2 separate regions of the Sus scrofa genome follow, and region 1 is linked to region 2. The links are chromatin contacts, called in public HiChIP or PLAC-seq maps. All regions are on one chromosome and are shown on one strand. Each heading gives the region's core, a stretch centred on a gene start, on an enhancer-like site or on the middle of the called end of the contact. The rest is flanking DNA. Distances are from core to core; before and after follow the strand shown. Region 1 overlaps MIGA1 (mitoguardin 1). Region 2 overlaps DNAJB4 (dnaJ homolog subfamily B member 4).

Region 1 (3,110 bases), core at 586-3,085, 210 kb before region 2:
GATCTGAGCCATGTCTTCGACCTACACCACAGCTTCCTAATCCACCGAGCAAGGCCAGGGATAGAACCCACATCCTCAAGGATACTAGTCGAGTTTGTTACCGCTGAGCCATGATGGAAACTCCTGCTAAAAGTTTTTTAAGCACATTATGTAGTTGATATGGCTTACACACATAATGTTCAAGGTTGTTAATCTATACTTTGACTAGATTTTTTTTTTTTTTTTGCCATGACCACAGCATGTGGAAATTCCTGGACCAGGTATCAAACCCTTGTCACAGCAGCAACCCAAGCCACCAGCTACAGTGGCAATGCTGGATCCTTAACCCATTGCACCATAAGGGAACTCCTAGTTAGATTTCTTCTAAAATTATTGGGATTTTTAGTTTGTATGGTTACATTTTCTGTAAAGAATAGTATGTATTTGTAATAGCACAACAGCAGGCAAGTCTTAAGCCATAAGTTTGATAAATGTTGTATTTTTGGCTGAAGCAAAGGACTTTGAAATTCTTTTATACTGATGTGTAGGAACAAATTTAGCCCTTAAAAACAAACTAGGAATTTTTGTAGCTTAACAGAATTGCTTTCATATTTCAGATGTGTTCATGCCTCTTTGTAATCTATTTTTTGAACAGAACAAACTCATAATCTTAGGTCTGAAATATTTATTTAGCAAACATTTGATTTCCTAGTATATGTCAAACATGATATAAGGCACTGAAGAGACAAAAATGAAGATTTCATTCTTGCTTTTAGGCAACCCAGAGTCTTATTTTGGAGATAGGCATTAAAAATTTTTGGAGTTCCTGTTGTGGTGCGGCAGTAACGAATTTGACTAGGAACCGTGAGGTTGTGGGTTTGATCCCTGGCCTTGCTCAGTGGGTTAAGGATCTGGCATTGCCATGAACTGTAGTATAAGTCACAGATGTGGCTTGGATCCTGAGTTGCTATCGTGTAGGCTGGCAGCTGTAGCTCCGATTGGACCCCTAGCTTGGGAACCTCCATATGCTGCAGGTGTGGGCCTAAAAAGCAAAAAGCAAAAAGCAAAAAAAAAAAAAAAATTTATACCACAGTGGAGTAAGTGCTGTAATAATCTGTTTAGAAGGTGCTATTGAAACACCAAAGAAAAGTGCGACACTTGGAGAAAGACTGTCCACTAGGAACTTGAGAAAAGGGCATTCCCAGGAGAGGGAACAACATGGGTCAAGGTGTAGAGTGGAGGGAACTAATTCAGGGAACTTTAAGTTGTTTGGTATGTCTTGGGAACACAGCACATGTAGGAGAGTGGTGGGAGGTGAATCTAGAAAGATGGGCAGGAGATAAATCAAGAAAGTCCTTGATTGATTGATTGATTGATTTTTTTTTTTTTTTTTTTTTTTAATGGCTGCTCCTGAGACATATGGAAGTTCCCAGTCCAGGGATCAAATGAGACCTGCAGCTGCAACCTCTGCCACAGCTGCAGCAATACTCAACCCACTGCACCAGGCTGGGGATTGAACCAGTGCCACCGAGATAATGCCAGAGCCTTAACCTGATGTGCCCACAGTGGGAACTCCTGAAGGTCCTTGTTTTATGCTTTTAGGCAAAAGGGAGCCACTGAAAATTATAAGTCATGGTCAAATTTGTGTGTTTGCAGGATCTTGTGAAAGAGTTGACTGGTACAATGTAAATATTTTATACATCTTTATGTTCACTTATGCATAGGATTTCATTGAGACAGTGAGACGTCCTTCAAGAGAAAATTAGGAATTTTTCTAGCTGAGTACTGACTGCACAAATTCTCTGGCAGAGACCGGGAAAAGCTGTAAAGTGGGACCTCCTGACCACTGGAGAGATATTTTTCTTTTCTTTTTGGAAAGCAGCCAGATAGAACATTTAGCAATGAAAGAGCTTGGCAGCAGAAGGAAATAACCTCAACCTATCATCACGAGTCAAATGTCAGACAGCCTGGAGTTGACACTCTATAAGGCCTTGTCCTTTTCCTTTCCTGCAAAATCACTGTGGCCAGAGGATAAACTCCCTGAGGGTTTATTTTTAGGGAGTGACATGAATTACAGGCTTAACTTGTATACTCAGTCCTCTAAATATACAGACAGCAAATTGCAGAACACATGAGAAGTTTGCCCTGTAATTTCCTCTTTTGCATTAAAGCTCATAATCTCAATTTCAAAATGTTTAACAATGCTATAAAATGAGGTCTAACTGGTGTTATATATGCAAGTCAGAGTAAGTTCAGAGATGAAAGCAGTATAATGAAGATTGATGGGGTGCTCCTGCTGCTTACCTTTGTCTTTTTTGTATTTAAGTTGTGTCTTATCTGCTTGGATTTCTAGGTCTAGGACCTACGTTAGCCCGTCCAGGTCCTTTGTATGATTTAGATAAAGGCCCATGTAGCCTCTTGGAAAGGGCACCTTTGGGTTTTTTGTTTTGTTTTGTTTTGTCTTTTTGCCATTTCTTGGGTCACTCCCTCAGCATATAGAGGTTCCCAGGCTAGGGGTCCAGTCGGAGCTGTAGCCGCTGGCCTACACCAGAGTCACAGCACCATGGGATCCAAGCCGCGTCTGCAACCTACACCACAGCTCATGGCAACGTCGGATCCTTAACCCACTGAGCAAGGCCAGGGATTGAACCTGCAACCTCATGGTTCCTAGTTGGATTCGTTAACCACTGAACCACGATGGGAACTCGGGGAGGGCACCTTTGTGATAAGAAAAAGGTTGACCTTCTTTGAGAAAGATGCAAGCCCAGGATGAGGGCTGGAGTCTGCCCCCACTTGTCCCGTTGGCCTTTTGTGTAGTACAGAGTGACCAGCTGTTCTAGTGGCCCCACAGAAGTCTCTATAACTGCAGACCTGCCTTTAATTACTTTTGGCCCTTTGGGTCATCCATTTCTTTCTTCTAAAAAAAGAGTAGAAAATGCTATTACTCCTTTTCTCTTTCCTTCTATTACTCATTTTGTATTGGCAGCTGTATTTCCCAGTTAGGAGTCACAGTTGTTATGTTGGCCAATCATGGCATATAAGAAGTTTTGATAAATAGGGAAAGCCAGAGACAACTGTTGTGGAACTCTCCTTTTGGGTAGTGCCTAGGATCAGGCTGTTTTGAGCATGTA
Region 2 (3,093 bases), core at 71-2,570:
TGTGATCATTACCTTTCCACTATACTCTATATGTATATGTATGTTTACTTTTTCTGATAAATGTTCTTTTGTCTTTCAATTTTACAGACAAGATATTTATGTATAATGCTCTGTGCAGTTCTTTTGACATCTTAGTAATTCATCTTTCCAATATCATATTAGAATTGGGAACATTTCTGAAAAGATAATGAAACCAAATAGGAGATAAAAGATGAGTTACAGACATTGAAAATATTTCTTATAAATACCCAACATTTATATTTTAAAAAGCAGGCATCAAAAGAGTACATAAATGATATATGACATAAACTTTGTTATAAAAAAACAAATACAAAACGACAAAAATAACCATGAATAGTTACAGAAAAAAGGGATTAGAAGGAAATATACTAACATTTGGCAGGGTTTACCTAAAACGGTATGATAGGAAAGTTTTTATTTTATTCTTTTTTCTTTCTGTGTTTTCTAAAATCTTAATGAGTAATTATATTTATAATAAGGGAAAATGTGTTTTTCAAGGAAAAATATTTCTCATATTTCTGCCTCATAAATAGCATATCCAGATTTTAAACTGATCTGGTTAAGAGTTTTGACTGTCTGCAACCTGTCTTCTAGCTTTACTGAAGCAGCATAAAAATTCTTATGGTGACCCTAGGAATGGGGAGGGCAGATCTCATTCTGTTTTAGTTGAAGTAACTAAAATTAGGTATGAAGCTTTCACAAGCATTAGTTTGCCTGAACTATTAACTCTTGTATACTACAAAAAAACTAGTTAAGATCATCAGCTACAATCACATTTAAGTCCTTATTTAAAATTTTTGCTTTTGATATTTATAATCTATAGCCTTTTACGATGTGAAATTTCTGGCATTTTTGATTAGCAGACCCTAGGAAGTTTGAAAATGACACAAATTATCGACAGTTTTAAACCATATTTAGTATTGTCTGTCTTACATTTGAATAACTTGAAATTAAAATACCTAAAATAAGTTCAAGGTACTTTTATTGTATAGTAATTTTAACATTGTAATGTTAAGATGCTTAACAGCTGTAATGATTTTTTTGTTGCTTTGTCACCTAGAATGGAATAAATAAATGCTGAAATATTGGTGTCTTAATCCGCTTGGCTTCCTAAAAAGGAAATAAAAATGGTAGAGCCAGAAGGAAAATGAATAGTTAATCGTGGAGGAGGAGAAAACCTAGCCGAGTACTTTGACTAGAGGCAGCTGGGGAAGTGACGTCCGTAGCATTTGCTGTTCTAGAAAGTACAGAGACACGTAGTGAAAATGGGAGGATCTAGAAGGAGGCCGTCTCCCGTGTAGTGTATATTTATCTGTAAGTGAGCTGTTGGGGAAGGAATTAAATACGGAGACGCTGCCTGCTTGCCGCTTTAAGACAGCGAAGCTGAATTGCTGATTTGCTTTAACTTTTAAAATACCCAGCTGGGTTTCTTTTTCTTAGAATCATTGTATTGCTGAGACTGGGGACGCTGTTTTCTGTCACAAAGGGAAATCTAAGTTCATTTCAAGGCATTCGAAATGGGGAAAGACTATTATTGCATTTTGGGAATTGAAAAAGGAGCTTCAGATGAAGATATTAAAAAGGCTTACCGAAAACAAGCCCTCAGATTTCATCCGGACAAGAACAAATCTCCTCAGGCGGAGGAAAAATTTAAAGAGGTCGCAGAAGCTTATGAAGTATTGAGTGATCCTAAAAAGAGAGAAATATATGATCAGTTTGGGGAGGAAGGTAAGTATTCACTGTACATCTTTCTGCCTCCGGCGCTCTCGATCTCTCTCTCTCAGCCTTCTGTTATTAAATTCTCTGACATATCAAAAGTAGAAAGACAAATAATGGATAAAAACAAGATTTCACTTCTAATTATATGAATGAATGTTGCATAGCTATGAATGAAATGTGCTTGTTTGCCCTTTTTCAGATTTTGACATTTTGTGATATATATTGCCATTAGATTTATAATGTTAACATGGTTTATTTGAAAAGAAACCTTACATTCTCATACCCATTAAGAAATTGTGTCAAAAGTCTTATGCAACCTGTTTTGTTTTCTAATGAATATTCTGCCAGAACCAATAGAGATTCTTCCATCGTTTAGAATTTTAACATTGGCAGTTCAAATTCTGAATAGTTTATGTTTTATTCACGAAAACAAAAGAAGTTTTCTGCCTTTCTCATGGCAAAGCTAGTTTAGATTAAACAGGACAGAATCGTCTCTCTGAGAAGCAGAAGGCCCAGGCATTTAGCTGTAGTTGTTTTTGGCATTCTGCCTGGAGAGGAAAGAATTTTCCTGATGTCATAAAATACCAGAACAAGTTTTTAGCTTAATTGTAAACAGTAATTGTGTGCCAAGAAAATGAGATCTCAGAAATACAATTTTTGACCTAAAATGGCCACCTAGTTAGAACGATTATTGATTTACTTTTAGGTAACATTATTTCTTTTGAAATTTTACTATCTAAGTAGAGGAAAGCATGATAACTTCCTTTTCCTCTCTCTGCCACAATTTTTTTTTCTCGCATTGTGGGATCAGAACCTAATTGAATACAGTAAATGGGGAGTAATTTAAGATTATTCTTTTATCATTCTGCATTTTAAATTGTCCATCATCTCCATATAAATGTTAGCTATTAAGTAAGGCTATTTAAAATTGCTAATTAATAACAACCAAGGCATTTTAATTTCTCCATGTTCTCTTTTTGTATTCAGGACTAAGTCATGGTGAATTTTTCTCCCCAAATGTTCTTTTTAAAATTATTGTAGTTGTGAAAACTTTGTGATTTTTGGCTTCCTTTATTGCATTTAATGTTAAATTTTCCTTGTTAGAAATGTATCCTAAAATACAGTGAAGGAGTGTCACTGCTTATTTTGATTTAGAAAATTAAATTTAAATAAGCAGGGTGATGTGTAGAGGATTTTTTTCCCCCTCGTTTTGTTTTTCCCTTTTGATCTGAGTTGCCGCAAGTTGCAGCTTCTGCTGCTGATTTTGGTGAGATGACCTGCAGTGTCAGGTTCTAACAAAGTAAATATTGAAAAAAATCAAATAGTGGGCAATTCAATCCTGCTTGTTCTTTA

Evidence for each region. HiChIP or PLAC-seq counts read pairs in DNA pulled down with a chosen protein or histone mark.
Region 1: an H3K27ac HiChIP or PLAC-seq map of skeletal muscle shows a contact between it and region 2. The contact joins two enhancer-like sites. A contact is called at or near these places in 1 of 47 Hi-C or Micro-C datasets (skeletal muscle) and 2 of 2 datasets of contacts at active chromatin or transcription factors (alveolar macrophages and skeletal muscle).

Annotation. Positions count from the first base shown.
Region 1 is chr6:135,464,991-135,468,100 of Sscrofa11.1, reverse strand. All of the region lies in intron 7 of MIGA1 (mitoguardin 1), which reads left to right. Among named protein-coding and RNA genes, the nearest start is that of MIGA1, 46 kb to the left of the region's middle. Within about 2 kb of position 1,835, at least 14 of the 83 cell types and tissues checked have an H3K27ac peak or open chromatin away from gene starts, as enhancers often do. A contact at or near this core is called in alveolar macrophages and skeletal muscle, where this site is marked.
Region 2 is chr6:135,253,663-135,256,755 of Sscrofa11.1, reverse strand. All of the region lies in intron 1 of DNAJB4 (dnaJ homolog subfamily B member 4), which reads left to right. Among named protein-coding and RNA genes, the nearest start is that of DNAJB4, 26 kb to the left of the region's middle. Within about 2 kb of position 1,320, at least 67 of the 83 cell types and tissues checked have an H3K27ac peak or open chromatin away from gene starts, as enhancers often do. A contact at or near this core is called in alveolar macrophages and skeletal muscle, where this site is marked.